2 separate regions of the Capsicum annuum genome follow, and region 1 is linked to region 2. A link is a contact called in public Hi-C data. All regions are on one chromosome and are shown on one strand. Each heading gives the region's core, a stretch centred on a gene start, on an enhancer-like site or on the middle of the called end of the contact. The rest is flanking DNA. Distances are from core to core; before and after follow the strand shown. Region 1 overlaps LOC107858447 (C-factor). Region 2 overlaps LOC107858446 (a long non-coding RNA gene).

Evidence for each region. Hi-C and Micro-C count contacts between places; a contact is called where the count stands out from the background.
Region 1: a contact with region 2 is called in a Hi-C map of leaf, with 2.5 times the contacts expected there. The contact joins two enhancer-like sites. A contact is called at or near these places in 3 of 5 Hi-C or Micro-C datasets (leaf, pericarp and placenta).

Annotation. Positions count from the first base shown.
Region 1 is chr2:19,096,095-19,099,682 of UCD10Xv1.1, reverse strand. It overlaps LOC107858447 (C-factor), which reads left to right. Exons shown (of 6, transcript XM_016703106.2): 6 at 1,723-2,152. The coding sequence ends at 1,958. Among protein-coding and RNA genes, the nearest start is that of LOC107858447, 35 kb to the left of the region's middle. Within about 2 kb of position 2,127, at least 4 of the 5 cell types and tissues checked have an H3K27ac peak or open chromatin away from gene starts, as enhancers often do. A contact at or near this core is called in leaf, where this site is marked.
Region 2 is chr2:19,043,624-19,047,451 of UCD10Xv1.1, reverse strand. LOC107858446 (a long non-coding RNA gene) reads right to left here. Exons shown (of 2, transcript XR_001670989.2): 2 at 480-725. Among protein-coding and RNA genes, the nearest start is that of LOC107858446, 11 kb to the right of the region's middle. Within about 2 kb of position 2,106, at least 4 of the 5 cell types and tissues checked have an H3K27ac peak or open chromatin away from gene starts, as enhancers often do. A contact at or near this core is called in leaf, where this site is marked.

The DNA.
Region 1 (3,588 bases), core at 878-3,377, 52 kb before region 2:
CTTGTACTTCTTCCTTAAAACACGGAAAGTTGTTGGTAAGTGGTTGTAAAGTCTTTGAGTGTGTAGGAAAAGTCTTTGAGCCACAAGTACTATACCTTAAACTTGGAGCTATGTCTTTCAAGACTAACAACAATTAACACTCTCTTTCTTTAACTTCTAAGATCAACAACCACTTTTTTCTTCAACAATATATGAAGATGGTGAAGAACTACAAGAACATCAAGAACACAACTTTTTGAATCTTGGAGTTCTCTGGTTCAAGTTGGACCCCACACATCAACAACACATTTTTCAAGCTCCAATTTTCAACAATGAAGATGGTGAAGAACACCAAGAACACAACTTTTTGAATCTTGAAGTTCTATGGTTCAAGTTGGACTCTACACATCAACAACACATTTTTCAAGCTCCAATTTTCAACAACATTAACACAATGTTTTTAGGCCTCCAATCCACAACAACAACACATGTCCAACTCAAATCCACAACAACTATGCCAACAACACACGGCTAAGTTTATGTCCACAACAACAACAATCTTCTAAAATTCAAGAACAACTTGGATTTAGCTCAAAATTTAGATCTAGACTCTATAAGTGTTAGGGAACAAGAACCAAACACTAGAAACAAAAAAAAACACAAGAAATCCGAGACCAAAGTTTCGGCCAAGGTAAAACAAAAGGGGACAGATTTGTTTCTTTTTGGATTTTTCAGTTTTCAACACACTTTTTAATTTATTTTCAAGTTAACAAGACCAAGATTGATTTCGTAGGAACGCAATCAATCTTTGCTCTGATACCAAATGATAACGAACGATCTACGAAATGTTAAAATCAGTCCACAACACAAGACAAACCGAGAGAAACAAATGGAACAACTCACGGCAACAACAACACCAAACCGAGATTAACAAGACAAGATACAAACACAACAATACAATAAGATAAATGGATAGTTAAGATGACCTAAGATCTTACGAAACAATGAGAACCAACACGTATATCAAACGAAGAGACCCTCAAAGTCGCAATAATCAAACACCAATCTTATTTCAGTGACCGCTAAGGGAATCAACTCACCTTCACAACCACCATTTCTAAGCAACGTACACTATCGGCTTTTCCAAGCCCTACACTAAAATGGCTATTCCAAGCCCTAACCTAAAAACTACACTAAGGGTGTTACACTCAAGAGAGAGAGGTCTTTCACATGTTCATCATTCAAAAACTAAGTGAAATAATCCTAACATGTTTTAATTTAAATTCTATTACAAGACAAGACAAAAATGACCACAATGGCCTTAATGACCAAAGGGCGGCCTTGGTGTGTATTTGGACAACATGAAGTGACCAAAATGTCCTTAATGAAGGTCACCAAAACCGTGAGCCATTAAGTGTTGTTCAAAATCTTGAGTCCTCAACTCTTCAATGCTCCAAGCAATCTTCCACACAGGGCCTTGCTTAATGGTATGCTCAAAACGGGTCCTCCATGCATGTTCTTGTATCCTCGAGGTGACTAAGTCTTGATATGTGGCCTTCAAAGATGTCATCAAAAGCTAAGATGGCCATTTGGCTCGTATCAGATATAATTCTGGAAATTTTGCAGTAACAGAGGATTTAATTGCTGATACAGCGTCCTGCCTTTGTTTTTTTCCTTCTTTTTTGTGGTCCAGTTTATCCTTTAGTGAAATTGGTCCATGCTTATCATGTCTTTATGCTGCAGTGACAAAGAGTGTGTCGGTGGAATTTGCGCGTAAGAAGGATCCAATTATCTGCATTTTGTTGCACCCAGGCACAGTGGACACTGATCTCTCTCAACCATTTCAAAGAAATGTTCCAAAAGATAAGCTTTTCACCAAAGAGTTCTCTGTTCAGAAGCTCCTCAGCATCATGAACAATACAAAGAGATCTGATAATGGCAAGTTCTTTGCCTGGGATGGTCAAGAAATTCCTTGGTGATTTTCCCCTGAAATCTAGACACGACGATTGGGTATTTACTTGGTTCCGGTTGATTCCTCCCGGAGATGATATTCTTTTTTTCTTCTTGTTGAGCAGTAGCTTATTTTCTTGTTACCTTTTTATGTCCCTATATGAATATGCGCCAGTTCTAATTAAACCATTAAATAAGAAAAATATTACAGTTCCATTACAAATCGGTCTGGAATTTGAGTGAGAACATACTGAAACAAGAAACTGATTGGTAGTTTCACTTCAATATGTTATTATTAACAACGCTAATATCACCGTCAATTTCCCTTTTGGGAGATTCCTCAAGAAAAAACGGTGAAAGTCCTGTCGAGTTGTTCAACAAGAAGCAGAAACTTGAAATTGGAAGTCTAGGTAATATTTTTCCAAACTTTTAATGATTTATTCGGAGGACTTGAACTGAGTTTTTCGATTTTTTATGGTACTTTCTTCGTGTTACGAAGGAAATAACAGCATGAGAATGAAAGAAAGAAATAATTTTACATCCATTTGGTAGTTTCACGTATGCTTCATAGGTCACATCTATAACCTTGACTTTCATTTATATATAATATGATCTACTTGACTTGTAACTTCCTGTCCTTTAGAATTTGAAGCATGATCGAGTGTTGTTCATGCTCTTCCATACTACGAGAGTATACCAGCTGTAATAGATGAAGTCAATAATGGAAGGATCCAAATACTGTGTGAAGATCCCATTCACTAGTCCATAAAAGTCGTTGGGGAACTGCTCAGGCCAAATTCCATCACTAAAAACTCAAAATGTCCATATTGGATCTGGAGTATTGCCTTGACTAGGAGTGTTCGTGGTCCGATTTGAATTGGTTTTTGGTTAAAATAAAAGGAACACCAATTTAGTCGTTTTAAATTTCTAACTCAAATCAAAATAAAATAAAAATCATCTGTTGGTTCTGGTCGGTTGGTTTGATTTTTCAATTTATTTAACTAATGATAAATTGATAATTGTAAAATAATCGATATATGTGGCAACTATTTCAAATGAACATTAGGAATCGATAAATTTCTCTCTACTATTACAAGATGAATATATCTCGATCTTTTATTATTTTTCAACACTATTTCGAAGCTTTAGCATGTTTAAGTTGCGTAATTGTAGAGGTTACTCCACTTCACATGTTTAACATCCACATAAGTAATGTACAACTTTGAATAGAATGGTCAACAATTCAAAACTCAAAAGGCAAACCATTTAAGAGTAGATGGATGTCTTAACAAAGAAGGATAAACACGGGCAACACATCACACCATATATAGATAATTAAAGTAGACCATAATATACCTCAAGGCCGAAAAACAAACTCAAACTATCACAGAGTCGCCTTTCCCTTTCATACGACCCCAAATCGCTGCCATGTAGAGCGATTTGAGATGAAAAACCCAGAAGAATTATCTCCAAGGCTTCAAAAATGATTGAGGTTTGTGTGAAAATGACGGAAAAATTGAAGATGAGAATTATATATTGCCTAGGGGTCTTTCTTGGCGGTTGCGAGGACTCGTTGCGATCACGGGATCACAATGGTTTTGGCTATTGTGAACTCGATGGGATCCTTTTTTGTGAATGCAAAGGTTCGTGAAGTTCGTG
Region 2 (3,828 bases), core at 857-3,356:
ATAATAATAATAATAATTAAGATAGTGAAAATAATTGCGGTATAGATAATAACGACAATAATAGCAATATTGGTGATAATAATAAAAAATTATCATGGTAGTATATAAAATAATTTACCTTGCACGTGTTAGTAGATGAATATATATACCTCGCTTTCTATCCTGAAAACTCGAATAATGTAAAAAAAATAAAAAATAAAGTGTAGTACAAAACATTAGAATTATTTATTAGAAAAATAAGTTAAAATTAGTAGGTGAACCCTTTTAAAAAAACGTACATTTAGTGATGTGTTTTCCTATTAGTTTTGAAAATTTTATTTTTGTTGTATTTTAAGCGAAACATGGTGGTTACCCTATTAATTTTATTTAGACATATTGGCGAAAAGAATTACCCAAGCACGTTAAGATATATATTTTTAGCAATAGTCAGGTGATTTGCGAAAACCCATTCGCTGAAGCTACTTCTAAGATGACCAACGAAGAACAAAGCTACACTTATTGAATAATCAAATAAAGTTATTGTAAGTAAAATTAACAACAAGAGTTAGTAATAAAAAAATAAAACGCAACATAACAACATAAATTAAATCGAAAGGCGATAAAGAATAATAAACTCGATTTAGGAGCTTAGGCTCCTAATTTGCGGGACTCCAAAGCTCTGCGATCCTAATGCGGTTGACCCGATGCTTGGGACAAAGACGAGTTCCGATATAGAACTCCAACTCCTGAATTTATATGTAAAAGAAAAAAAAAATTAGAATACCAACTAATTAACCAAGGGGAACACTAAATTGTACCATGGATAATGAGATATGTCATACTCCCTCCATCTCAAAATGAATGACCTACTTTTCTTTTTGACCCATTTCCTTTTTTGGCAATACTTTAATTTCAACTTTCCACATGACATGTTTAAGACCACAAGATTAAAGAGAATTTTGGTACATTTGAGACAACTTTAATTTAAGAACACAAGATTCAAAAATCCTCTTTATTTTCTTAAACGTTGTGTCAAGTCAAAGTATGTCATTCTTTTTTAAATGGAGGGAGTATGTTATTTTTATTGATCTAAACAAGAAACAATTTAACTATATCACCAAGAGAAAAGTTGTCATCAAAGGTTAGATAATTTTCACAGCCATGCGAGCAGCCTCAGAAAAGTCAAAGGGGTCGTTTGGTAGAGTGTATTGAAATGTTAATGCATGCATTAGTTTAATGTGTATTAGTAGTACCTTGTTTGGTATACCTTTTTATCTTATGTATAACTAATGCAAGACTATTGTGTATTGAGACTAATACCTCAAAATTTATGGCATTAGTAATGCAATGGATCTAATGCATGCATTAACATGCTTAAAGAACTATTACCCCTCAAAAAAATTTATGTATCCTTTCCAACATATATATTGAGGGTATTATGTAAAATTAAAAAAAAAATTAAAAATTATGAAATTCATAGTTTTATTAATACATCGAACCAAACATTGCAGAAGAAAAATACAAATATAACTAACACAAGCATTACCAATACGCTATATTTTGCATTATTCTTATACACTCTACCAAACGATCCCTAAGAGAACAACCTATGTGGCTTGGATATTGAAGAAACGAGCTCTACCAAACGATCCCTAAGAGAACAACCTATGTGGCTTGGATATTGAAGAAACGGGGCACACCTTTGAAAGGATATATTTTTTTTTTAATGAAAGAAATATTTATTTCAAGGCAAGTCTTATTAACAAAGTACCAAAATGTCTCAAGGAAATGGCTATCTGGCAAGTTGTGTTTAAAAGATAACATTATAATCCAACAAATTATCAAGACGATGAAAATTACTTCCATATGAATACACGACAAATCTTAAAAAGGGTCGCTAAGTATTTGTATGAAATGTAGGCAAGGTATCAATTAGAAGATGAAAACATTCATTGAACAAAATTCCACTAACTTTTCACAAACCAAATGGCGAGGCCTTGATATCTTTAAACACACACAACTTTTTCCGAGCAACTGGAAGAGGGGATGAGCATATCTCATACTATTATTAAGATCAAGGCATAACTATTTAAAGTGAAAAGAAGGGGGGAGGGGCAGAATACAAGAACCATTGGACGTATATTTTCCAAGAAAACACCCAAACAAAAGGTTAATTTTAGGCGGAAAGGGAAAAATCCAGCCTTCGTCCCACTTGGCAAGAAAGCGAATACTGAAGACGCAACAGGAGAAAAAGGGCTTCTTAAAGCCCGAAGATGTTAAACGTTTACTTCGCAGGTAGACAAAGTAAGATTCCAACACACCCGATTCCTAAATAATTTTGAACGTCATTCAAATATACTCTTGTATCCGGACTTGGATGGTGAGAAACAGAATGCGATGGCTTCATGTTCGATTAACAAACTTGCAGCTATCCTTTACTTTAAAGAAAGAATCATATTCGAAGAGCATGATGGACAAAATATACAAAACAAAGTCGCTATATGGTCTGGGACGGAAATATCTTACGTTTTAGAGCCAGTTTGGATAAGATTGAAAAAATAGCTTTTTAGCATAAGTGATTAAAAGCTTAAAATAAGTGTTTATAAATTAAGCAGATAAATGTTTGGATAGAAGTGTTAAAATTGAAAAAAAGTTGTTGATACGTTTGGTAAACAAGTGATGTTAAATATTTTTTTGTTGTTAAAATGACTTACATATCCTTAAAGTTGTTAACATCACAAAAAAGGTGAATTATTTATAATTTTTAATTTTAAAATAAAATTTTTGAACAAACCTCCAATTAATGATGGATTCGATGAAAACAAAGAAGAAAGATGAAGAGGAAATTAGAGGAAAGAGATGAAGCGAAGCGACAAAGAGAAAAAGAAAAAAAAAACTATATATTTAAGAGCTACAAGTTTAGAATATTGTTGGAATTGGAGGAAAATATAAGGGATAAAAAGATAAATGTTTTGGTCAAACCTAAAAGAATTTTAATCTAAAAAGCAAAAAACTGGGGTACCCAGCTTCTCACTTTTTGATTATTTTAATCAGTTTTTAATTTTTTTTAAGTACTTTTTAGTTTTACCAAACACCTTAAAAGGTTAAAAAAGAGATTAAAAACTGGTTTGATCAGAGTTTAATCCTATCCAAACGGGCTCTTAGTCTCTTAAATAAATAAGCAATGATAGAAACACGCAAACCGTAAATAAAGTCCACCCAGTAGCTATATTTTGTTATCCATGTGTATTTTGGGTACACGAATCTGTATATATATACAACACCAACTTCAACAATAGTTCATGTATAAACAAGAACACCTTTGAAGTTCTTTAACACCTTCAACACAAGATTACTAATAATTTATTCAAGAAGTGTTAGATTTCAGAAGATAGATGAAACATAATTTAAGGCCAAGTCTCCCGACTTCACGGAGTGTCCTTAGGGAATAATTTCCCTCACTGTACTCGAGGTTATGGAATCTTCCTCCCAGGATAAAATGACCTACAATCCGAACAATAGCGGTACCTCAAATTGTCGGATTCTACGAACTCACTCAACAGCTTAATGATCACACAGAGTTTTTGTTAAGTATAAAAGTGTTTTTGTTGTCAAAATTCATATCCATACCTGAGGAAAATAGCAGCTATCTATAGCCTTAAGTGTATCCTTTCAAAAAGGATGCATTGGTTCAGCAGAAAGGCACTTTTCTGTAACAGTCACGTAACTGCGCCAGGACTGCGTCCAAAGAGCGACCGCAGATGACATTTGCAGATTTCAGTGAGCATCTGCGTCCGCAGTTTTTGATCTGCATGAGCAGAGCAGTCGCATTTCGAACAGTGTACCTTT